Linked DNA regions of Zea mays: region 1 is linked to region 2. A link is a contact called in public Hi-C data. All regions are on one chromosome and are shown on one strand. Each heading gives the region's core, a stretch centred on a gene start, on an enhancer-like site or on the middle of the called end of the contact. The rest is flanking DNA. Distances are from core to core; before and after follow the strand shown. Region 1 holds the start of LOC100381431 (alpha/beta-Hydrolases superfamily protein). Region 2 holds the start of LOC100277253.

Region 1 (6,039 bases), core at 1,261-3,760, 330 kb before region 2:
GAGCTGAACCGGCCTGTATATGGCTGCACCGATCCATGTATTGGAGAATTAGTTGATATCGATCCCGACTAATTAGTACTTTATACTGTGTACTAACCACACGTTGTCACATGTCATCTCCTAATTGGTTCACAAAATTTCGACCGTTTGAAGTTCAAAAACAAAGAAAAACTCTAGACCCTTTCTGTAAATAGAGAGGAGTGTTTGATTTCATTTACATACATCACCCTCTAATTCACTTATCTTATTTGTAAAACATCCACACTATTTTAATATGGATCTAATATGGAGTTCAAACTTTAAAACTTTCAGCGACTTGCTACAGGCACAAACTCCACAACATCTTGAGACCCTTGTCGGTGTAGGGTAAGTCTTCTTCGATGACCCTTCTTCCATATATCATTGTTGGGAGGATGTTTCTGCTCATCCTTGTTCCCTGAGTCCGCAACCTCTATCAGTATCCTCTTCCTCTATATCCCTACAGATCATCAGTGTATGCTCCTCCTCCTAATGAAGACCATATCAATAATGTTCCTCCCGCCATAGACGCTCTTCCTTCTCACTTATCCATATGCTCCTCCATACATGTATGGGTATCTATATGACGCTCCTCTATATGAATCGTATGGTACCCCTCCATATGATGCTCCAAATGGTGCTCCTCCATTCATTCCATAACTCGTCTGGTACTCCTCACTCATATGGTGCTCGTCTGGTGCATTTAATTCATTTAGTCCATGATCATCAGGTGCATTTGCCATAACATATTTCTTCTTGTACCAAGAATCAATTGTAGTATTTTTTTGGTTTTATGATTACCCTACAAAAATAAATAGTCCTTTCGATTTTTTATTTGAGATTTGTTAGTGTATATTTGAACTATATAGTGTCAAATAAAGAGAAATAGAGGTAGTATTTTTTTAGATTTATTTAAAACACTCGCTAGCTACCTTATAACAGAAACCCAAACAAAAGGAAATTAATAAGAAAAAGCAACGTGATTTAGTACATACAAACTGTAGCAAAAAGGAATGAAAAAAATACTAAACAAAGTAAAGATCTAATTACTTGTTCAAAGAGGCCGAGAGGGTGTCTATAATCTGCAGGCAAGATGTTATGCGCCTGGATGGCTGAATTATAGGCAACAACCCTTTCCATTGTCGTGGCATCACAAGGTTTACAATTTGGAACGGGATTCAGTGAATCTCGGTTATTTTTACCGATTCGTTTCCAAATCTAAAAATAAAAAGTCAAACTTGGTAAAAATGAAATTGTGAACATTAAAAACATAATTATAAACCCTTAGGTGCAATGCAATAGGGTTCGGAAAGGGATTCGAGAAGACTGAAGGCGTCGTACGCCTTTTCCGCATGCTAGCAATACAAGGTTGATTTGCAGTTGCTTCTTGTGTGTATTGACTACATAGGCTAGGGACGGCAACAAGCATGAAACTCACATGTATAGGAATTATAAACATGTACCATGTGGTAAATACTTATCTGCGATGGGTACACTATACATCCCACACCCTCTACCTGTGAGTACATAATTATACATATATTTCACATGCGCGTGCACACACACATATAATGCGGGTACATAGGTTTACAGGCACATGTCCAATTTTTCGTACCCACGAGAAAAAAACAGTCGAGTTAAGAATCAATCCACAGTTCCACACTCGTGTTTGTGGGTATAAATCTACACCTAACCTCACATCCTACAAGATTTTCACCTACATGCATGCGAGTAAAATGTGTCCGTTACCATCCCTAACACATTAGCAGCCTGCTATGCCTTGAGCCCTTAGCCTATGGCTACTATGTAAGGCCCATTAACATGTTGTAGCCAACATATAATGGTGTCTCCAGCAGTTTAACTATCCTGATTTCTATCATATTTTTTATTTTAAATTTTACTTTGTGAATAGTACAATGTACAACGCAATGTGTTGGAGACGGCTTAAGGATTAAGAGATATATTGTGCTGCTTCCTATTTTGTGCAATATATATAACACATATACTTTTAGAATAAGTAGAGGAGTGTTAATTTTTTCTGCTTTGTTGGGGTGAATGCCATATAGCTAATGTGACAATCGATATAGCTGGAAGGTTTAAAATGCGTGATCGCTCGCTCCAGCACATACCTCCCACATGGACACATGGTTGATGGTTGGCACAGCGCTACGTCCGGTCGCCACGTCCCCACCACGCACTGAAGGCTGACGACTGACGTACGGGAGGACCAACTGGAGCCACAGCCACTCGACTGGTGGGTCCCAGTCTCCCAGCCCAGCCGCCCACCGACCACACACCGCCGCCAGGCGGACTTTTCCCGTATATGACCCCACCTGACAGTACTCCATGGCCCCGCGCGCCAGCCTCTAGTGCTTTGGGTTCTCCGCCTCCACCTTTTTTCCGCCCGCTCCCCACCACAAAACCGACAAAAAAACTGACCATTTTTTATTGCAAGGAAAACAAGCACCAGTTTGGCTCGTCTCGGCCTCGGCGCGTGCCCCCGACCCGTTGCTGACCCCGCTCCCCGGTGATCTGATGTCGGCGGCGGCACGCGCGCCACCGCCGCCGCGCGCACTCTACGCGCCGTCGAGAAGAGTCCCTTTCGGTGCCGTGATCCTATCCGCGCCGCGACCCGGGGCTAGGGTTCGCGCGGCGCGGCCTCGCGAGGTACGGCTCTGCGTTCGCTCCGGATGCCCAGAATCATTCTGCGTTCCGTTTAGTCGTCGTGGTCGATGCTGTAGGAGCTAGTGCCTGGCGGGGTTATGGGTGCTACCGCCTCGCGTTGCTGGTTTCGAGCTAAACGCGAGGTTTTGGTGCAATTTTGAAGGTGTGAGGTGGCGGGTGTTGGATTAGCTATCGGCCTAATGCAGATGCAATTGGGTCGCTTCGCTGTACAATCCTATTGCTATTCAAGCAAACAAACTGTTTGTTGATGTGTTTCTTTCATTTTGGCAGCTGTTTTTTTATTTGATAGCATGGATTGCCTCGATTTCATTAGTCGCTATGACTGTCCTCAAATCTTATATTTGTCACCTAGAGGCACTATAATGAAGGAAATTTTGGGGTAATTGAACTGATAATCATGGACTCACAAATAATTAAATTGCTTCTATGGCTGTACTAGTGATAGTGACTAGTCATTAGTTTCTTCTGTCGCAAATTTATGTGTTTGCTGTACTAGTAATCACTGTAGTTTATTTAGTTGTAAGGAGGGATCTAAGCAGCAAATCATTTCTTACTTTGACTATAACTAAATATTTCAGGTCCCACGTTTATTCATATTTACTAGTTCTACTATTTTTCTGTCTTGCTACTTTTAGTATTAAAAACAGAGAACAAAAAAGCAATCGGAGGGAGATCTGGAACTTAAACTAGGGTTGTTATGAAGAGATTACAACATTGAAGATCACATTAATTGAATATTAGCTTGCCTGCTTGATGGCATCTGCTAGTGCAGCTGTCCAAATCCGTTTGTTTTATGTATCATCAGCAGAAATCTCAACATCTTGCTGGGATTGTACCTTTTGGTTTCAGGGGAATGTTCATAACCATTGCCTGCTGACATCGTCTAGTCTGAATTCAAGTTCTTTGCTATGTCCTCCATGCAATTGTGCTCAAATGGCTTTGGCCGACACAAGAATTGCTTACCAGCCTGAAGTCGACAAGCATGCTGGAGTTCTGGTATGGAAGCTTTGATACTATTTTTTGTACGGGATGAGTCCTCTTCCCTTGTCCTGACAAATGTTTTGTATTCATCTGCAGGCCTATGAACTGGTTCAAGGGAATCTTGTAAGTTTTGCATTCACGCAAATTATCTGTCATTAGTTGTAAAACTAGCTTGATTTTGATTTTTTTGTCCAATCGACATAAATCAAATTCAACACTTTAACTTCAGGTTCAGTGGAATTCATTTATGGACAAATCAATACCTGATCCACCAACAGCTGTTCTTCTTCATGGCATCCTTGGGAGCAGGAAAAACTGGGGTAAATGAGGAGTCCTCAATGTGTCTGTAATTTGTCTTAATATTTGTATTGGCCCATTTTGTATTTTGTTATAGGTTTGAAGTTGAGTAACATACTTGATTTTTTTATATTTTGGTTGTGAACCACATGACTAACAAAGTAACAAACAAATTGTCTGTGAAGGATCTTTTGCGAAGAGATTGGCTCAGGAATTCCCAATGTGGCAGGTCATTATATCTATCATTCTGATGGTGGCCTGAATTACTCTACAATGCATATCATATATGAAAAATGATTGACATTTATGGTTTCTCTTTATGAAGTTCCTCTTGGTTGATTTGCGCTGCCATGGCGACTCAACATCAATTAAGAAGAGTGGACCACACACTGTTGCCTCAACTGCTCTTGATGTTCTAAAGCTGGTTTGTAGCTTTTTGCGTCAGCTATTTATGTCTTCGCTCTTTGGCTTCTCATTCTTTTCAATCTTCATTTTTATCAATAGAACTAGAAGTGTAGCTTGTTTGAAAATGAACTCTATCTGTGTCCAACGTGCTTGCACAATATCTGCATATTCATCTTATTGCAAATCTAGCTTTATGCATTTGGAGACAAGCCTAACTCTTCATGTTAGGTTACATGCATCAGCGTCATATGACAAAATGCATTATTTGAGGTTCCTGTAATCTAATAGTCATCACTATGAAGTAAATGACGAAGTGATTTGGTGGCATGGCACACACCTTTTTCAAAACTTCTTTATTATATTTGGTGCTATTTGTTGTTTCTTGGTTGTTCACTCCTTTAGCTGACTTATATTTTGCTCCATCAAAATCCAACAGATAATGCAGCTCAGGCTAACCCCTCGGGTTTTGGTTGGTCACAGCTTTGGTGGAAAAGGTTTTTATTAATATATGTCTTTACCGTTTTGAAATGTTATGCTTTACAACAAAAGTAATTAAAATGGATATTGGTACTCACATATGAGCTTTGCAGTGGCCTTGAGTATGGTAGAACAAGCTGCAAAACCACTTGCTCGTCCTGTTAGAGTGAGCTCTACTTCTTGTTTTGAATGTTGTTGGTGTAATTGAAATATGTTTGCATTGATTAGTTCTTCTCTGTTATGCTTATTTTCTTGATATTCTGTTTCTTAAAAGGTATGGGTTCTTGATGCTACTCCTGGCAAAGTTCGGGCCGGGGGAGATGGTGAAGATCACCCTGCTGAACTTATTGAATTTCTCAGAAGAATGCCTGAGCAGGTTGGACTCTAAGACATATCTTAAAAACTTTACTGAGTAATACATTTTGGTGCCCTGTCACAGCTTCAGGACTCATTTTTATTTTACATTTTATTGTTGAAATTTAGGTTTCTTCAAAACAGGAGGTTGTTGATGCTCTTGTTAAAGGACAATTTTCTATGGACGTTGCACGGGTATGGTTAACAGCTTATTGAGATGCCCTTTCAGGCTACTCTATCTTGTTGTCTCCAATGAAACAGCAGCCAACAGATATTCCTTTTTTTTGTGTTGTTTCTTTGTTTCAGTGGGTGGCTACAAATCTACGTCGAACCAGTCCATTGGGTCAGCGACCATCTTCAAGCTTCTCATGGACTTTTGATCTAAATGGCATCTCTGAGATGTACAAGTCTTATGAGGATACTAACTTATGGTAAATCTTCAGCGATGCCAGTTGAGATCATCAAAAGAAAGTATGTTGTGTGACTAATGGAATGCTGCTCCATTCAGGAGGATTGTAGAGAATGTACCAAGGGGTGTTCATATTAATTTTCTAAAAGCTGAACGAAGTTTGCATAGATGGGCTCTCGAAGACCTCCAAAGAATTTATACTGCGGAGGAATTAGCTGCAGATGAGGGTGGAGGAGTTGAAATGCACGTGCTTGAAGACGCTGGACACTGGGTATTTTGGCACCCGCCTTTTTTTTCTTTTTTTTTACAATAAAGCTGCAAACCAAAATATTTGATTATTTGCATGTTTCCTTCCAGGTTCATGCAGACAACCCAGACGGTCTCTTTAGAATTCTTTCGTCAACCTTTCGAAT
Region 2 (5,617 bases), core at 2,878-5,377:
ATAAATGTAAAACAAAAATAATTCACGAACTAAAGTCTGTTATATTTACAATAAAACAGACAAGTATATACAATACATGAACAATTTACAGTCTAAATATCGAATTTAGACGTACTAACATAAATTAGAACTGCATGTACGTATAAAAATTCAGTCTGATAGGGGAATTCAGAACTTAAAATTATAAAATGGGCCATTTTGGACCCATGGGAGCAGCCCATGACGCCTATTATAAAAGTGGGCGGCTAGGGTTCCAAACCCTAACCGCCCAAACTTCTCAGCCGCCGCCAGAGGCTCTCCTGGCCGCCGGCGCCTGCAGCCATCCAGGGACCCGCTCGCCCGTGCTGGGGCTGCCATGGCGTGCCCGCCCACGTGGCCAAGGCTGGCCGGAGCCGCTGGCCGAAGCCGATGTGGCCTACGCCGGTCGGAGCCGCCTGGATTCGAGGGCGGCCGAGTTGCCCGCCGCCGGCTGTGCGCGTCCGCGGAGGCAAGTCAGAGCCAGTCCGCCTGGGAGCAGCCGCCAGGGAGGACGTCCGCGCCTGGGGCTCGGCGATTGGTCATGGCCGAGGGCCTGACCGTGCCGAGCGCAGGGAGCCGCGCCGCCAACCGCCAAGGGTCGCGCCCGCGGCTGGCTTGGCTGAGCCGCGCTTGCACCGGGCTCCCGCCCCATGCGTCGGGGACCGTCGCGCCCGCGCCGGTGCCGCTGCACCCGCGCCGAGGGCCGTCGCGCCCGCTGCCGGGCCGCCGCCGTTTGCGCCCGAGCCGAGAAGCCGGGGGCTCAGCCGCTAGACTCAGGGCCAACCGCGCCCGCACCCGGGCCGGCCGCGCCTACGTCCAGAGAGGTCGACCGCATCCGGGAGCCTGCGGGGCCGAGCGCCCACACTCGTGCCGAGGGCCGGCCGAGCAGCATCCGCGCGCTCACGCCGGGACGCGCGCCTGTGCCGCGGTATCAATCCGTGCCATGCTAGGGCCCTCGCGTGCCATGTCGGGGCCGTGCGGACCGCGTCTGCGCATTGCGGAGCCTACGCGCGCGCCAAGGGGCCCAAACCGAGGCCCGTCCGCTTCTGTGTCGGTGCCGGGCGTCCCAAGCCGCCGTGGCCGGCGTCGTAGCGGTCGCGGCCGCATAGTTGCGTGCTTCCACGAACGATGGTTATCACAAAGTTCTTCACGCAAGCGACGAACGCGGAGAGGAACGATAGGTTGCGTACCTTCCTGTTGTTCTAGAGATCGAACCCTCCAATTATCTTCAACAGTGAGCGCCCTTTTTTCTTCCTGCCAACAACCACTTCTATCTGTTCTCCCGCGAGCAAAAGTGCTGATAACGTGTTAAAGTCTACTCAGTCGAGAGAGACAGAGAGAATACAAATGACAGCGATATCCTTTATTGCAGGGAAGACTTGTTTATATACATGTGACAGGGGTCACCAAGGGGTGTGTCCCTTGGGGATGTGTTCGTCGAGCCCCTTGGATTGGTCACTATATCACATATAACTTTGTAATATGTTATTTTGTAACAATTTGGTTCCAGAAAACGAACCGTAGTTTGTTGCGACTGCCCGCGGACGACGACGTGACGTGTCCATATACTCCATAGACACCACACACAGAACACAGAAAATCAGGCAGCGTCCATCCTCACCCTGATCGAGTGCGAACCAAACGCAGGTTGCATGGTACTGCAGCACAACGAACAAAGTGTGTGTGGGCCGAGGGGAACCCCACAGAGTCACGCCGGATGCGCCCGCCGGAGCGGAGCCCGGAGACAAGCTTTGACCATGCCACCACGGCAAACAAAAACAAAAAGTTTTGTTCTGCTGGCAGCAGCTAGCTAGGTTAACCCCGCCACCAAACTTCACCCGGTTGTTCTCGTGCGAGTCAATGGCCGAATGTGAAACTTGCGCAGGAGGAGGGGAGGAACGAAGCCGATGAGCAGCAGCCAACTACCAGCCACGACCGCACCGGACGAGGCGTACAGCGAGAGCGACGGATGGACGTCGGCCATCGGCCCAGCCCGCGCCACGGCGGCGTTGCCGAGCGCTGACGGGAACGGGGACGGAACCAGGGGGGAAAAAAATCGCGCGAGGCAGCGGACGGCGCGATGCCACTTGGGCGCGTCTCGAGTCTCGACGCGCGCCGGCTTTGGCGCTTCGCCACGACTCCCACTAGAGGACACCTAGACCGCGGCGCGACCGTCCGTTTTTTTTTGCTGCACTGCACCTGTTGCTGCGCTGGTGTGCATAGAGTTGTGTCCCTTTTCCGGGGTGTGGAGCAGCTGCTGGTCGGCTGCATCCGCAACAACGGCCACACGGTCACGGACGAGGATGATGCTAGGTAGGTACGGTGGGCTTTGATGCAAGCCATTGTCGGGTGCAACCGTACACGAGAGAAAGAAGACGCGAGGAGCCGATATAGATACTAGTGGTAGCTTTGGTTCACGTTGTACAGTACCTTACCGTACGTACACTCTACTACCACGACACAGCTGCACGCGGCGGGGCAGATTCACGGTGCTGCTCACCAGCTCACCTCGTACTTAACGCCCCCGCACCGCGCAGGCGCAGACGCAGACGCAGACGCAGGCGCTGAATTCCTTGGCCTGGTCGACGGCGCGCAGGCGGCACGGCAGCGCCGAGCGAAGCGGCCTCACGCCACGAAAATATCACGCTGTCCGCCTGTCCATCCATGGATGATGGACCCGACAAGTTGACCCCTCGTCCCCTCCCCTCCCCGCCTCCACCCGCGCGCGGTGCCCACCAGGCCACCGCCACCACCCACCTCCATCTCCCTCCCCCGGCTATCTCTTTCTTACACGTTCGATGACAGGTGGGCGATTCAGCTGTCCTACCCCACTAGCCATCCGGATGGGGTACGGAACTAGGTGGCTAAATTCTTGTACCCGTAGCTATATTATTGTGCTTCTGGTGCCCGACGCCAAGCTGGACCACCACGTCCCTCCACCCTCCTTCCCTGTACTTACGACGATTGGGCCCTTATTGATCTGTGTAAAGGCGAGAATAAGACGTCTTGGTAATTTGGTATAGGTCTATCGTTCTAAAATGAACAACTTCTATATATTATATAGATCGTTTAGGTCTCATTTGTTTCCTTTCATTTTGAGGAATTGGAATCTTACTAATAGAATATGCTATTTTTTTTTAGAATGTGACATTCCACCACTTTCCAAAGTTATCATATAAGACTATCTCAAATTCATGGGGTGAGAGATGAAAATTGATTTTATAGATTTACATGCTATTTTTCTAATGCACAACTTATAGCACACTTTTCTACTTACTTTGCTATAACATAAATGTAGTATATAACTATCTCTCTCATATGATTTAGTATAATATACAAATATATTACATATTTAAATATATGAACTTAATTAGTTTTATCTAAATTATAATTATTAAAATGGAATTCAATTCCAACGAAACAAACGGGGCCTTAGCTAATTTGTTTGAACAAGTGGAGGTATTGTAAAAAGACTCTGGATGGTGCCATCGTTTGGTGCACGTAGAGATCAAGGGGAATTATAGCATCTTTAGAGCTGGTTTAGCGATAAAAAAAAGTTTGAATAAGATCCATAGGAGAAGGAGAAGTTCCTTGCTACTCAAAATTGAATTTCTCTGCCAAAGGCCAAACCAAGCTGGTTTTTACGAGGAAAACAATACATCCCCACAGAATATACAACCCAGAGATTCGAAGTGTGGAAACGCTTTATTAAACTGCGTCGGGTCTTAGAATAAAGGGAACCTATTTGAATTGCCTCATATGATTAGTTTTTTAATAGAAAACTTGTCCATCCAATTTATGTCAGATGTTTTTTTATGTCTGCCATTATTCTTCCAATGGTCGACAAAATATAGCGTAATTTATCAACCTTAAATAAATACTCAGTGTCTAGAGCTGCTTTTGGCAGTGAGATGAGTACCATTACTCTCTCTGTGTTTAAAAAGTTAAATTTATTTTAGAACAGAGGAAGTGATTAACAAAAACAAGACAAGCTCTAAATTATATTCGATTTCTTTAGGAAACATTTCACCCCCAAAAAATTTAATTCCTGTCAAGCCAAACGGGTCCATAAAAGCCGCTCGTCTCCTCCCCATCTTGGCATTGTTCGCGTCGTCCGCCTTCTCTCTCTCTCTAACCCACTGCCAGCCACCTCTGCGACCGTCGCGACCACTCGCCAAGTAAATTTTCTTCCGCCCACCTGACTACGCCTCGACCTCGGCCTCGGCGCCGCCTCCGTCCGCCGGACGCGGCAGCCATGGCGCCAGCGGTGGGGCTCAAGCGCTCCGCCACGCAGACCATCACTCTGCCGCCGCCCGACACGCGGCTGGCTGTGCGCGATGTCATGCGCTCCACGATCCCGTCGCAGCCCGCCGTGGCGCCGGCGTCCACGGAGAGGCAGGCGCCCGCCGCGGCGTTGCAGGGGTTCCTGTGCCTGGAGGAGGTGGACGGGAGGCGGTGGAGCTACGTGGTGGACGGTGGGGCCGCGAAGGGGAGGAGCAGGGGCGGGGCCGTCCCCGCTGGGGCCGCCGTCAGGGCCGTGCCGCTGCAGTCGCCGCTTCCGCCTGCCGAGGTGAGCAGCTGGGTGGAATTGTGGCTCCCTAACTTGGTGGATTTGTGGCTCCCTGTTAGGTTTGGTGTTGGTTACAGTTGGCATTCGCGAAATGGCTCTGCTGCGGTTACTAGCGTTTGATTTGGGAGATTTTTTTTGGTGATTTTTGAGCAATTGGATTGGATTGTTTGATAGGGAATTTGTTCAATCGGTTTTTGTAAATAGAAGGCATACATCAGATTGCTGGTTCGATATTTGGGTATTGATCTAATCGGTATGCATATGCATATGCATGAGGATGTGTGTACCCGCTCATAGGACTAGGAGAGACGGTGTACCCTGCTCATAGGACTAGGAGAGACGGTGTACCCTGATAATTGCAGTAGCATCGGTAATTTCGAGGTAAGTTGAGACAAAATTGGGGAAGTTAGTTTTTGTCGAGAACTCCGAGGCTATGATATTTTTTGTTTTGTTTTAGCTCACATAGTACTTTTAAGTTTCAGTTTCTAGTTGGTTCTCGTAAACTGTAGAAAATTGGACACCTGGGTTAACTAGATGTGAGATTTATTGGTCTCACCATGTTGGTCCCTATGGAAAAGTCTCAGATGAGTGAGAGATGTTGGCCTCCGACTCTTAGCCACTTGATTGTTGGAGCCTCATTTATTTTTGTCTAGTGCAGGGAAACTTACTTCCAACTTAATATGATAACAACCTGTGGCACTAAAATTTTGGTGCTACGTTATGTTCCAACCAAGTTCTGAACAATGGAATGCAATTCACGCTTGCCCCTTAACATTTTATTCTCCATGTTCCCGGGCTTTGTTTGATGGCGTGTGGAAGTTTAGGCTTATTTGTTCCAAGTGAACATAATTTAGGATTAAAAATGAAGTATACCCATGGAATATGGTTGCAGGAAATAATGGCATTCATAAGATCATATGTGGTGCCTGAAGGGTTTCCAGACAGTGTTACTCCTTCATATGTACCTTACATGACCTGGAGGGCTCTGAAGGTATATTGTCGAACTTACATTCAACAGTCAGCTTTTAC

The links. Hi-C and Micro-C count contacts between places; a contact is called where the count stands out from the background.
Region 1: a Hi-C map of tassel shows a contact between it and region 2, with 2.3 times the contacts expected there. The contact joins the promoter of LOC100381431 here to the promoter of LOC100277253 in region 2. A contact is called at or near these places in 4 of 25 Hi-C or Micro-C datasets (bundle sheath, ear, endosperm and 1 more).

The regions. Positions count from the first base shown.
Region 1 is chr3:175,076,515-175,082,553 of Zm-B73-REFERENCE-NAM-5.0, reverse strand. It overlaps LOC100381431 (alpha/beta-Hydrolases superfamily protein), which reads left to right and starts at 2,510. Exons shown (of 13, transcript NM_001174272.1): 1 at 2,510-2,685; 2 at 3,553-3,699; 3 at 3,781-3,807; 4 at 3,914-4,004; 5 at 4,167-4,210; 6 at 4,307-4,405; 7 at 4,823-4,880; 8 at 4,977-5,029; 9 at 5,138-5,239; 10 at 5,347-5,412; 11 at 5,524-5,648; 12 at 5,726-5,897; 13 at 5,984-6,039. The coding sequence starts at 2,554.
Region 2 is chr3:174,748,974-174,754,590 of Zm-B73-REFERENCE-NAM-5.0, reverse strand. It overlaps LOC100277253, which reads left to right and starts at 4,127. Exons shown (of 13, transcript NM_001150876.2): 1 at 4,127-4,588; 2 at 5,481-5,579. The coding sequence starts at 4,274.